Regions from separate parts of the Anas platyrhynchos genome. Here region 2 is linked to region 1. A link is a contact called in public Hi-C data. All regions are on one chromosome and are shown on one strand. Each heading gives the region's core, a stretch centred on a gene start, on an enhancer-like site or on the middle of the called end of the contact. The rest is flanking DNA. Distances are from core to core; before and after follow the strand shown. Region 1 holds the start of MRPL13 (mitochondrial ribosomal protein L13). Region 2 holds the start of COL14A1 (collagen type XIV alpha 1 chain).

What was found. Hi-C and Micro-C count contacts between places; a contact is called where the count stands out from the background.
Region 2: a contact with region 1 is called in a Hi-C map of subcutaneous adipose tissue, with 4 times the contacts expected there. The contact joins the promoter of COL14A1 here to the promoter of MRPL13 in region 1. A contact is called at or near these places in 2 of 8 Hi-C or Micro-C datasets (F1 follicle and subcutaneous adipose tissue).

What each region holds. Positions count from the first base shown.
Region 1 is chr2:13,169,870-13,176,630 of IASCAAS_PekinDuck_T2T, forward strand. It overlaps MRPL13 (mitochondrial ribosomal protein L13), which reads left to right and starts at 3,251. Exons shown (of 8, transcript XR_011807354.1): 1 at 3,251-3,389; 2 at 4,803-4,926. It overlaps MTBP (MDM2 binding protein), which reads right to left and starts at 3,268. Exons shown (of 22, transcript XM_027452648.3): 1 at 3,128-3,268; 2 at 1,698-1,778; 3 at 1,121-1,194; 4 at 882-1,027; 5 at 344-402. The coding sequence starts at 3,197.
Region 2 is chr2:13,330,766-13,337,105 of IASCAAS_PekinDuck_T2T, forward strand. It overlaps COL14A1 (collagen type XIV alpha 1 chain), which reads right to left and starts at 2,136. Exons shown (of 49, transcript XM_072034353.1): 1 at 1,958-2,136.

The sequences.
Region 1 (6,761 bases), core at 2,001-4,500:
GTGTCATTTCATATGGAAAAAAACATTACATAAATAACTACCTTAATCACAATTGAAATGCAGTCTTCCAAAAAAAAAAAAAAAAAAAAAAATAATCAGCAAACTATTTCCTAAACTGATCTGCAAGGCCAATCACGCTCAGGTTAATTAAACTACTTGCAAGATCTGCAAACAAGTTAATTCAAAAGTTAATTCAACCAAACTATTATCCTCTGCTTTTAATTGTGTGTGTGTGTTTTTTTGTTTTATTTTTCCATTTGACTATGACTTTACCAGCTGAGATTTTAGACAAACAACTAACAAGATAAATTCCAAATTAGATTGCTCTTTTAAGAAAGGTTACCTGGGGCAGGCAGCTTGTCAGCTAACTGATGCAGGCTTTCTGCAGCTTCATCATAAATGCTGAAAATGAAGAACAACATAGTTGGAAACTAAATATAAACAGCCATTTAGAAAGAAGTTACAAGTAATGAATGCTAACTGATGTAAATAACTTATCTTTAAAATTCAGCACAGACTTAATACTAGGCAATGAACTATACTTATCTCCCCTTTTACTGAGGCAGAAATAAATTCAAAACAATCTGCAGTAAAATTTGAAGTAGGATTTCAGACAGCCTGCTTTCCCTTAGCAAGGGAAAACTGTCAGATGTTAGAATAATTGTTCTGTTATTCTATAAAAATCATCTGTAGCTAAAAAGAAACAATAACAATTAAAGCTATGTTAAACAAAGAAATACCTTCAGTAGTAGGAGGGGATTGTTCGTAGTTAACTATATGCTTGGTAATAACTTTTACTTGTTGGATTTTCTCAATTCCCTTGGGTTATTACTGTTAAATGTCAGCTCACTATACTTCAATAAAGATAACAATATGCATACTCAGTCATAGACAGTGACTCCCTACTGTTATTGTCTTCTTCCTCAAAATTATGTATGGCTCCCAGACATTCATCAATACTTGTTTGGAGAGAGTCTTCATTATTCTGTGTGTCGGAATTTATTTCCTCCCAGTCAGAAGTGCAGAACTAATAAAGCAAGAAGAATTTGGAACACTACAGTTTTAACTTGCACTAGGCAGAGAACTGTGGAACTTACATTATGAAAAAAATATTTCTTACCTGATAATAACCACATATAACATGACTTGCAAAATACCATTTCCTTATGCCTGGGATACCAGCCAATGAACATGCTGAAAAGAGACACAACAAGGATTTAAAATAATCAATCCACTACAAACTAAATGTACTAAAGCAGATCTTCAGAACTCCATTTTAAGATGATAAAATGATTTAATAAATTCTCATGGTGTGGCGTTCTGAATTGCTACCCAACAGACAAATAATGCTTCCACTGAAAAAAACATAGATCACAGGAGTAACAAAAATCATAGGCATGAAAATATCAAGCTGCATGCTGACATGAGAAACAAGCCCTTTTCTACTCTCAGTCAGTCTTAAAATAGATTGAAATTTGTCAGCCTTTCAAAACACTTGTCTTTCATTTCCAGTGCCTGGTATATTTAATCATCTGGTAACAGCTGAGCTGCTAAAGGAAAATCAGTTCTCCATAGAAATGGTAGCAGCAAGAGCAAGAGAAACTGGATTTCCTCAAGTTTCTGATTTGTTTCATGTAAATAATAAATTTGCCTAGGCCAATTCCTTGACAACATTTGGCATATATTACTGTGCTTACCTGGGAATGTCCTTGCATCTGTGTTTGTAGATGAATTACAGTTTTCTTTCAGAAGTTTATAAACATTTGCAGCAGTCACAGCTGGAAAAAGAAGATTTTCTTAAATCCTCTGACTTCCAGAAGGTAAATCTTGCTTATTGCAAATGCAGTTTAAAGTTCAGTTTAACATGAAAAGTTTTGTTTAAAACAAGTGTCAAGTACAGATTTGTAGGAGTCTAAAAAGACTAATATAAAGTTCTAGTTAAACTACTGGATATATAGATTTACAAGCTGATGAAATGGGCTGATAAGAACCTCATGAAGTTCAGCAAGAAGTGCAAAGAACTGCACCCAGGAATATACAACCCTGGGCACCAGGAAATGCTGGGGGGCAGAAAAGGACCTGGGGGTCTTGGTGGACACTGTATTGACCATGAGCCAGCAGCGTGCCCTTGCAGCTAAGAAGGCTAATGGTATTCTTGGCTGCACTACACAAGCACCATCAGCAGGCCAAGGGAGGTGATCAGCATTGGGGAGGTTGCACCAGGACTGCTGTGACCAGACCTGTGCTAAGTGATACGAGAGAGACCTGGACACACTGGGAAAAGTCCAGTGGAGGGGCACAAAGATGAGGCTGGAGCACCTCTTCTACAAGGAAAGGCTGAGATAGTTCAACCTAGTCAAGAAATGGCTGTGGGAAGATCTTATCACCATATATCAGTATCTGAAAGGAGGGTGCAAAGAAGACAGAGCCCAGCTCTTTTCAGTGGTGCCCAGTGGCAGGACAAGAGGCAATGGGCACAAACTGGAACATTGGAAGTTGCCCTGAACATCAGGAAGCACTTCTGTGCTGTGTGGGTGATCAAGCACTGGCACAGGTTGCTCAGAGAGGCTGTGGTGTCTCCACCTTAGTGATCCTCAAAAGCCACCTGGACGTGGTCCTGGGCACGCTGCTCTGGGTGTCTCTGCCTGAGCTGGGGTGGGACCAGGTGGACCCCCAGAGGGCCCTGCCAGCCTCAACCATCCCATGATATCTCTAAAATCTTCTAGTTAGCTAACATCAGTGTTTTAGCAAAACTCAAATAACCTAAGTTTCTGAAGGCGTAAGTCGTTAAAGCCTTCTGTTCTGAAAGAAAAAGATCTTTATCACGGTACTAATCCTGAAAACCTACCTGCGCACAGACCCTAGACCAGAAAGCATAAAGAAAAAGTCTTCGAGAACAACCCCCGAGGCGTCTGAGGCAGGGGCATCGCTTAAGCGGGTGAAAGCACACGAACTTAAGGAACGTATCTCTAGGACACAGACTTCACGTGCCCCAGGAGAGCCGTACCGACGCTAATTCCCCCTCTCCAGCCCCCACGATGGAGGCTCCCGCTCCGTGCCCTGCCCCGCGTCCCCCCCTCCTCGGCGGCAGCCCCCGTTCAGCATCGCCCCCCCAGTGCAGCGCTACCTGCAGCGGGCTCCGCACTGCCCTCAGCCCTGCGGTCCCCCCAGCTGAGGAGCAGCACGTAGCGGTCCATGGCCGGCCGAGGACGGACAGGGAGAAGGAGACGGAGGAGGCGCCACCACCATCAGGGCTCCGAGCAGCCCGCGCTGCCCGCCCCTGCACCGCCCCTCGCAGGGCGATGTTTCCGCTTCCCGGGGCCGATGGGCTCCGTTTCCCTTCCCCTTGAGCCGCAGCGGCCATGGCCAGTTACACCAAGGCTGCCCAGGTGAGCGCGGGGCTGGCTCTTCAGGCGAGGGGACACCGCGGTGGCCACTGCCCTCCGTGTGGCGGCGGGCTGCTGGCGGCCGCCATTTTGTGGGGGTGAGCGGGTGCTATGGCCGGGCACTGCTCGGCTGGCCTGGGCGCTGCTGGAAGGAGCAGGCAGTGCCCGCTGTGGGGCTGCTGGGGAAGGGAAGGGGGCTGAGAGGGACAAGGCTGCCCGCCTTGTAGGCACGTAGGGTTGTTAGTAGGCACAGAAGTGTGTTTAGGTGTTGCTCAGGCAGCCCAGAGAGGCTGTGGATGCCCAATCCCTAGAGGTGTGCAGGGCGAAGCTGGATGGGGCTTTGGGCAGCCTGATGTGGTGGGAGGTGTCCCTGCCCATGGCAGGGGGGTGGAACTGGGTGGGCTTTAAGGTCCTTTCTAACCAAAACCATTCAATGAACCGTTTCAAGCAGTAAGTGCAGCACAGTAGGTCTTAAAGGTGCAGGATCAGGCTGTCCCTGTGCGCCGTAAGATGAGTCAGTGGGGAAGACCGGTGTGGCTGAACAGGGAACTTCTGCTGAGTGTCCAGGAGAAAAAGAGAGTTTGTGTCTGGTGGAAGAAGGGGCAGGCAACACAGGGAGAGTACAAGAAAGTTGCCAGCATGTGCAGAGAAAAAATCAGGAAGGCCAAACCACTGTACAAGCTCAACCTGACCACTGTGCTTAAAGATAACAAAAAATGTTTTTATAAATATATTAATGGCAAGAGGAGGACCAAGGAGAATCTCCATCCTTTACTGGATGCAGGAGGGGAACGTGACTACTGAGGATAAGGAAAAGGCTGAGGTTCTTAATGCCCTCTTTTCATTTGTCTTTATTAGCCAGAGCACTTATTCTCAGGGTTTTTAGCCTCCCGACCTGGAAGTCTGGGTTGGGGAGCCAAAGACCTCATTGCTCTCTATAACTGCCTGAAAGGGTGTGGGGAGCTGGGGGTCGGCCTCTGCTCACAGGTAACCAGTGATAGGACCAGAGGGAATGGCCTCAAGTTCACCAGGAGAGGCTCAGGCTGGAAATGAGGAGACATTTCTGCTCAGAAAGAGCAGTCAGGCACTGGTTGCCCAGGGAGGTGGTCCCTGGGGGGGTTCAAGGAGAGGTTGGGCGTGGTGCTTGGGGACATGGTTTAGTGGTTGACATTGGCGGTAGGGGGATGGTTGGACCAGATGATCTTGGAGGGCTTTCCCAACCCTGATGATTCTATGATACAATGTCTAGCACTGTGCTCTACCCTAATGCTACATGACAGGGGGTGTTTTTGAATATTAGTATTTCTTATGATGCTTGAAATGTAAAAGAATGCATTGATCAAATCAGAGAAGCTAGATTCATTTATGGTAGTGTGTTCTTTTCCTATATTAAGTACCACTTCTCTTTCTCTTTAGCAATGGGCTACTTTTGCCAGAGCTTGGTATCTCCTAGATGCAAAGATGCAACCACCAGGAAAAATAGCAGCTGCGACTGTAATCAGACTTGAAGGCTGGCATAAACCTATTTATCATGCACTAAGTGAGTATTGCAGTACACAGAAGCATTTTTAATGTATTTTTCTTTTAATTTCATTCTTAAAAAACAGTGCTTTTTACAAGGTTGCATTTTTCAGTTTGTAAATTATAAAGGGTTCAATTTCATTTCCCGTGTTTTCCCTTCATACCTCTCCAGAGGTTTAGGTCATTGTCTTTACCAATCCATATAAAGCTTGTTACTAATTTGTTATTCAATTTTAGTATAATTTGTTATTCAATTTTAGTAGCAGAATTATGATGGAATTCAGTTGCCTCGGTTATTTTTTTTAAGTTCGAAATGTGTTTTGTTGCACTGATTTTAAACAAAAATTTAATCCACAGTGCATGTATTGAAACACCAATGTGATTCTTGATTAGATTTTTCTGAACGCTACTGTTCAGTAGTTGTACAGCACCACAGCACCTTGGAGCAGTTCTTCATTCTGAACAACGTGCAAAAAAGTCCTGTGTGTATGAGCCAGGAGACACAAACTGGCACACAGGAGGTTCCCTTTGAACATCGGGAAGCACTTCTGTGCTGTGCAGGTGACAGAGCACTGGCACAGGTTGCCCAGAAAGGCTATGGGGCCTCCTTCCTTGGAGATACTCAAAAGCCATCTGGACATGGTCTTGGGCACCTGGCTGTAGGTGTCCCTGCTGGAGCAGGGGTTTGACCAGATGGCTTCTGACCTCAGCCACTTAATGACAATGAGACTAGAACCTGTCTGATTTTGAAATAGGAGACACAATTATTGATGAAAGATATTTTCTTGATCAAATGAAAAAAAAGCCTTGCTTATCTACTGTTTAGAAGATTCAGCACTAAAGATACTTTGCTTGTGATCGGTAACACCATAGTGCTCGTCTCACTGTGATGAGCATTTTATAGATAATAAATGATGATCCCTGTTCAAGAGACTTTACTGAAGCATAAAGAAGCATTAAGCTTTGCTCATACATGTCTAATGTAAACACTAAAATTATACTTGATTTGATTGTCATAATAAAAGGTAGTATTTGTAGGTTTTGGAAGATATTGAAAATACCCAAATACTGCTATTGCAAAACTTGCCGTATCCACAAGATGTCACTGGAGTCTAAGGATATCTAAAAGAAAATAAAGCAGATGGAGGGAAAATTCTTTTGGCTGTCCCATGGGAAAGTTCTTTGATGGTTTTATGTTCATGAAGTTATAAAATCCTGGAAAGCCATTTCAAGGATAACTTCATTCGGTCTAAAGTATTCTATAAATCAGTACCAAATGCATTACACCTGAGATTGATAGATTACTACCAGTGGGAGACATTTGATACTCTTTAAGGAGGCAAAGGATGGATGAATTTATGGTTGGTGTGCTCAGCATGTCTTTCTTTTTTCCTAAACTAACAACAAATATTTTAGCATCTGAGAGATAAGAGTTCCTTAGGCAGAATAAGATTGTGAGGCATTTTGGTTTTCTGGGTTCACAGGCACCTTTCCGTAAAATCATCATTTATTTATTGTTTTGAAAAATATCTGGAACTGAAATTAAGCTGTGGGTAGGGAAAAGAAATAAATACGTTTTTATGTACGTTTATTTTCTGTTTTAGGGATAATCTTTATTTATTCTCCAAAGTGTTGGACTTTTTAGATGTTGTCAGGCCTTAAAAGGTGATACAAGTCTTGTTCATGAGATTTGAATCTGAATTTTTTTGCTTTCTTCTGCACCTTCCCTTCCCTCTCTTCTCTTTCCCTTGCATTCTGTCTTTGCAAACAGCTTCACAGTAAGGAACCAAAAATAGTGAGCTAGGTTTTTCAAAAATTGTGTAGTCTGGTTCTTTGTATTGAATCATAAGCAAG
Region 2 (6,340 bases), core at 886-3,385, 160 kb after region 1:
GATACATATTTTGAATCCACCTCTTATAGCATGGATCTCTCAAGACAGAGAGAAATAACTATTTAACAACAAAACCATGTATCCAAAACTGAGGTATTGCTATGCCCAGTTCTTAGAACACATCCTCCAGATAGAATTCAAAAACCCAAGCCAAGTGCCCAAGCTTTCTACTACACAAACACAAGGAGTCGAGCATCCAAGGACTGGATCCAGATTAGCCAGCATCAGCAGGCAGTTGCCTAGTGACAGGCAACAGGGAAAACAAAGAGAGCTAAGTCCTGAACAGCAACCCTTGTGCAACTTGCGTTGTGTATCAAAGCTTCAGGTTGCATTCCTAAGGTGAGGAGAATCACGTAAATGTTGACTCTTCAAAGGACAACACACAACTCATTCTTCAATTCAGTCTCCACTATGTGCGAGTTTCTTTCCATATAATAACCCAGATATTAAAGTAGCCACTCGCAGTGGTGGCTCAGCTCCCCGTTTGCTAGTTTTGATATAAACCCTCTTCCCAGATAAGGGCTATAAATACTAACTGACATGCAATGCTGTGTAGGAACACTCTCTCCCGCTCATTTTAGAGAGCAGCGATCACACGAAGAAGGTATGATTTATTGACAGAAACATAACTGATACAGGATAAAACACAGTCTAGGCACAAGCTGACTTCTGCAGACCAGCACCTCAGGGTTTGCTCCAGGAGGAAAGGCACACAGAGGCAACCACGAGTCTGCAGCCACCTTGTGGCTGACACCATCAGGGAAATCAGAAAAGCCATCCCATTCCCCCTGCTTTTTATATATTTCTCCACTATTTGGTGGAACAGTTCTCCAACTGAATATCTCTGGCAGCAGAGACCCAGCTCCAGGCTCCCCTTCCACACCAAGAGCCCAGCCGATGAGCCGATCCCTGCTGCTCCACGGGCACTCCCTGCTGTGGTGGCCTCGTCTCCTGTCCCAGGAAGGGGAAGGTTTACACACCGTAGGCTGCCCGCAGCATCCACACAAGCCACCTTCTCCTGGGGGATGAACCTGCCTTTGAGGCACCCCAAACTTGTTATATGGCCACCCTGCTCCAGGCAAGACCCTCCAGAGGAGTGCCGTGTTTCTGGGTGCCAGTTAAACTCAACCAAGGAGCAGAGCCCGGGAGGCTCAGCCAAGGAACAGATCTCGAGGACCAAGGAGCTCAGCCCTGAGGAAACCTGCCCAAAGCTGCAGTGCTTTCACACACCTGGCCGGCTGTAACATCTCGCACTGCAGCGCTTAGAGCCACCCTGCCACACCACAGCCTCAGTGAGACACCAAAGGGTTTATAACCCATATCGTGGTCGCTTATTAGGGTGCAGCGTGACCCAAATTTCTTGAGTCGACGTCCCACAAGGAGGAGTGGGAGCAGCCCCAGGGCAGCGGAGGGCTCTCGGGGGGCACCCCGCTTCTCACAGCACCCTCAGCAGTGCCACCAAGCACCCCGTTTTAAGGCGACATTTCCCCTTTTCGGTTCAAAAAGGGAGACAGCAGGGGATGTCTGTTGTCCCCACCGATTTGGGGGGGGACCCCCAGAGGACCCGGGCGAAGTCCCTTCAGCGCCCACCGGGACGGGGGAACCGGGGGGAGAGACCTCCCTGGGGCCGCTGAGGGAGGATGTGCCCAGCCGGACCCTCAACTTCAAGTGCGTTTTCTTTTAATAAATTCTAATTATCCTTAAAAATACGGCTTCTGCAGTTTTTAAGGGGCTTCCCCTCAGGCTCGACGCTTCTGTCCCCTGCACCCAACAGCCTCGCCCGCTCCCTGCGGCTCCGCTCCGGTCCCCACCGCCCTCCCCCGGGGCTGTCCCCACAGGTGGCTGCGGGACACTCCCCACCCTGTGCCCGGTGAAGCTGTTTTGGGCTCAGAGCCCCCCGGGGCCTCGGAGCCAGCCCCTGCCCGCCTCTCCCCATCCCTCCCGGGGCAGCACCGACCTGGGCGGGCAGCGGCGGGCGGCCGGGGCTGGGGCTGGGGGTGCTGCTGCGCCGCGCCGCTCCCCTCCGGCTGCTCTTCCCCTCGCAGCGCCGCATCCGACGAGGAGGGAGGGCAGGGAGAGGAGGCGGGCAGTTATAGAGCTGAAGGTGGAAAGAAGGGGGGAAAAGAGGCGAGCACCGGGCCCGCCGGCCAGCCCCCGCCCCCGGGCCCCTGCGCTGCGGCGGGAGGGTGCGGCCAGGTGCGGGAGGGGCCGGGCTGCGCCTCGCCTCACGGCACCCCGCTTCTCCCCTCACAGCACCCCGGTTCTCTGGTGTACCCCACTTCTCCTGTCAGCATCACGACCTTCTAGTGCACCCCGCTTCTCCTGTCAGCACTCCAGCTCTCTGGTGCACCGCGGTTCTCCCCTCAGCATCCTGGTTCTCCTGGTGCACCCCACTTCTCCTGTCAGCACCCCAGTTCTCCTGCTGCACCCCGCTTTTCTGGTGCACTTTGGTTCTCCTGGGGCACCCCAGTTCACCTAGCAGCACCCCACTTCTCCTGCTGCACCCCGCTTTTCTGGTGCACTTTGGTTCTCCTGGGGCACACCAGTTCTCCTGTCAGCACCCCGCTTCTCTGGAGCACCCTGCTTCTCCGGGGCACCCCGCTTCTCCTGTCAGCACCCCCTTTCTCCTGTCAGCACCCCACTTCTCTGCTGCACCCCCATTCTCCTGGTCCTTCTTCCTCTTAACTCCCTCTCCTCCTCCCGCAGTTGCTCGTTCGCTTCGTTATCAATGATTTAGAAGGTGCCTGCTCCACAGTGTGGCTAGGAATGCTATTTCCCCAGTGCTGGTTATTGCGCTGATGGATGATTAATCAGGGAAATATTTATAATAAAGTGTTCCAGTGCTTGTCTGGCTTGGCATAAACCTTGATTAAAAGCACTGTAGTACATGTGTGCATTTTTGCCATCTATGTAGACACAGCAATGGGGAAGTGGAACTGCAGAACCTGTATTCATACACAAATTTGGTTTACCTCACAGTATACCCTACTGAATTTACAATTAAGGCTACTACTCATGAAGTTTGTAAGTCCCTAGAATTTAAGAGGTGAGTGAAAATACTCATTTCAATGTGCCTGATCATCTGTATAAAATTACAAATGAAATCAATGAAGGACTGCAGCTAAGAAACAAGAGGCAGAAGTGAAAAGAGAGACGTGCATTGCTTTGTTCACATAAGCAGGACTCCTGAAGTAAGGGGAACACCATAAGTCTCAGGGAGATGACTGTGCCTAAACTCCATAAAGCAGGACCTTCTGTGGCTGGGTAGGGTTCCCAGTCCTGCAGACTCTTGTCCAAAGTCACCTTGCACAGATATCTTTCTATGGAAACTACAGAAGTGTGTAAGCTTTAAAGACACTTTAAGTCCTGTGGTTTCATATAGCAAATGTTAAAAAGCATTCCTAGATGTTGTTCTGTGGTACTGCCAGGTGTGTACAATGGCTAATGCTTTGTACCAGCCAAGGAGAGAGTAGCCTGCAGGGTAATGATTCCTCTGAAGCCATAAAATGTTCAGCTCATTGATGCTAAATGTGACACATTTTATACCTTTTCAGTCCCTAATTTATGTACTTAGCTAAATAATAGTCATCAGAAGACAAGGACGTAGATGGATAAGTCTGTTTGCAATACCCTTGAAGACTTTGTAAAAGCAGAGAGATAAATCAGCCTAATCCATGACGGCGTGCTGGCTCGTGTATTTCAGGGCATGACAAGGAGCAGCCTGCCAAAGGCAGAGTCTGGCTCCCCCTCTCTCTCTCTCTCTCTCTCTTTTTTTTTTTTTTTTTTTTTTTCCCCATGTATTTGTACTGTAGTATGCAAAGTGCATGAGCACCATCCTGTGGCTCCATCTAGCCAGGGAGCTACACTGAAAAGTCCTGATAGATTTCACTGACCAGCAAGTAGATTCTGAACACACTGCAGCCTTCACATGAATTAATAATCTAATTTTGACTCAGCAATTTGCATCAGGAACTAAATTAATATTTAACATTTTTGCTTTCAAGGGAACTCTGAAGGTTTTTCTTGTATCAGTTTAATTTTCCTGATTCACAATATCATTTTGTACACCACTTGTCCACCTTGTAGAATATATCCTGCTTGTTACCATTGAGCTTTACTCAGCTTGCTCTGGAAAGCACAATAGAACTCTTTGCACAATTATAAGGAAGAGCTCATGTTTTTCAAAAGTTAAAGCTAAACATTAAAGTATAATGCTTCTTTGAAAGAGCTCATACATGCTGCACATCTGGAAATATATTAAGAAATACAGTAAGATCACAGTGGTGACATTTGCACAATATTAATGTGCAAATGATTTACCAATATTTCCTTCTTGTCTTCTTTTTGGAAAAAAAAAAAAAAAAAAGTTTCAGAAGAAATTTACTACCCATGGCTTGGTGCCATGGATTTACTTTTCACTGTTTTGACTTGGCCAAGCCTCTGTGATTTCAAAAAGAGCAACAAGAATTAATAGCTGCTGTGTTTTAAAAGTATCCAAACCAACAAGAGGATGACCATCCTTTGCTAGGCTAGTATAGATTCCACAAAATTTATATCAGTAGGATTACATGGGAATTATATTGAAAACACAGCTGGAAACAATTCCACTAATCCAACTCAAGTGCAAAAAAGATCATAATTAACACAGACTGGTGAGCTCAGAGTGAACTGGACTGAGTAATTGTACAAGTGAACCAAGTAATGAATCACTGTCAGCAGAATTTGTGGGATCTAAACAAAAACCAATATAATGGCTATCTTTGGTGGCTGCAGGGAAGAATTACTTTAATTATTGATCCTCTGTTTTTTAGAATATCTTCTGCTTTTCAGAATTTACTTAGAATATTTCTCTGATTTTTTTCCAGTATAGCAATGAATGCAATATTCATTGCAGTGCCTTTTTTTTTTTTTTTTTTTCACAAGACTTTCAGAAAATGAGAATGTCAAGTTTCAAGGACATTTTAAAATTGCAAATAATTGAAGCCTGATTAGGTCTTGTATTCTTTTATTACAATGACATTGTAAAAGGTGAGTAGTGTTTTTACCTCCTAAACTCATCTGTCTTACAAAGAGATGTTCATTCTTACATGTCCTCTCCCCTCCATTAACCAAAAACTCATCACACTCGGTGTTGACTATAGAACATGTATTTGTATGACTAGAGCCATTCCCTAGGTCTAACAACAATTCCTAGAATTTTGTTTTTTTCTGTTAAAAGAACTAAAGTACACAAAGACAGAGGTAATACTGGAAGTAAAGCACAGTTGAATTTTCCTTTAAATTTTGGCAGTTCTAACTAAATACAGTGGTACATACAATGCTCTTTGGAAGGTGCTTTTGCCAAGATCAGTCTGTCAACACTCGAAATAATTAAGTGATTTATGGAATCATATGCTGAGAGATCTGAGAAGGACTCAGGACTGTATTCTTCCCAAATTAAAAAAAAAAAAAAAAAAAAAAAAAAAGTAATGAAAAATGTAATTGTGATACACTATCTTACCATATTAGCCATGCTTGCTTCCTCAAGTTTCTTGTCTTTAGTAGCTGAGACAATTTCATCACTATTTTGTGATATAAATATGCAGTGAAATGACTTCTGAAAAGGCTAGCTCTGTTTTGTGAAATATCTTTTTCTATTGACTTTTTTTTACACAACAGCTGTTTCTCTGCTATCAACCTCACAAATGTGGCATTTTACAGCTCTGTTTTCAGGCAGAAACTGTCACAGAAGTCCAGCTTTCCTGCATTATTGGTTGGCACGTCTGATGAGTCATTTTCATTTCCTTGATATTTTTTAGAAGATTTCAGTGCTGTCAGCACTTTGGTGAGCTTCTAGGTTTATTCATCTGAAGTTTATTACACATAATGAGGTAAGTGAAAGGGATATGTAGGAAGTCTGATTGATGACATGGCCATTAAAGTGTAACTTTTCAAGTGTACGGTGGTCCTGTTCCTCCAAATCTGCAAGAAAGGGAGCAAAGCTGGGAAGAAATGAGTACAGAGGTACAGAAAAATAAAAATATTTTTCAGTCATACATTTTTCTGTCTGTCTCTCAGTATGAGGATTCCAGAAAGTAATGGGAAGCATGAAGAGTTTAGTGTTTGGTTATGTTAATTTTTTATTCTGCATCAAATCAGATCTTTTTTGTTTTATACAGTGAGATTCATCTGTCCTGGGTTTACACTTCAACATCTGAGCCAGGTTGCTTGGCCAGTGCTGAGGAACAGCCACATTACCTGTATGAGCCTGGAGATGTGGCCAGGAGCTAAGCTCCCTGAAAAGTGCAGCTTGTGCAGATCCATTCTGGGAAGGAGCTCAGCCACACATTACAGTCTCTGA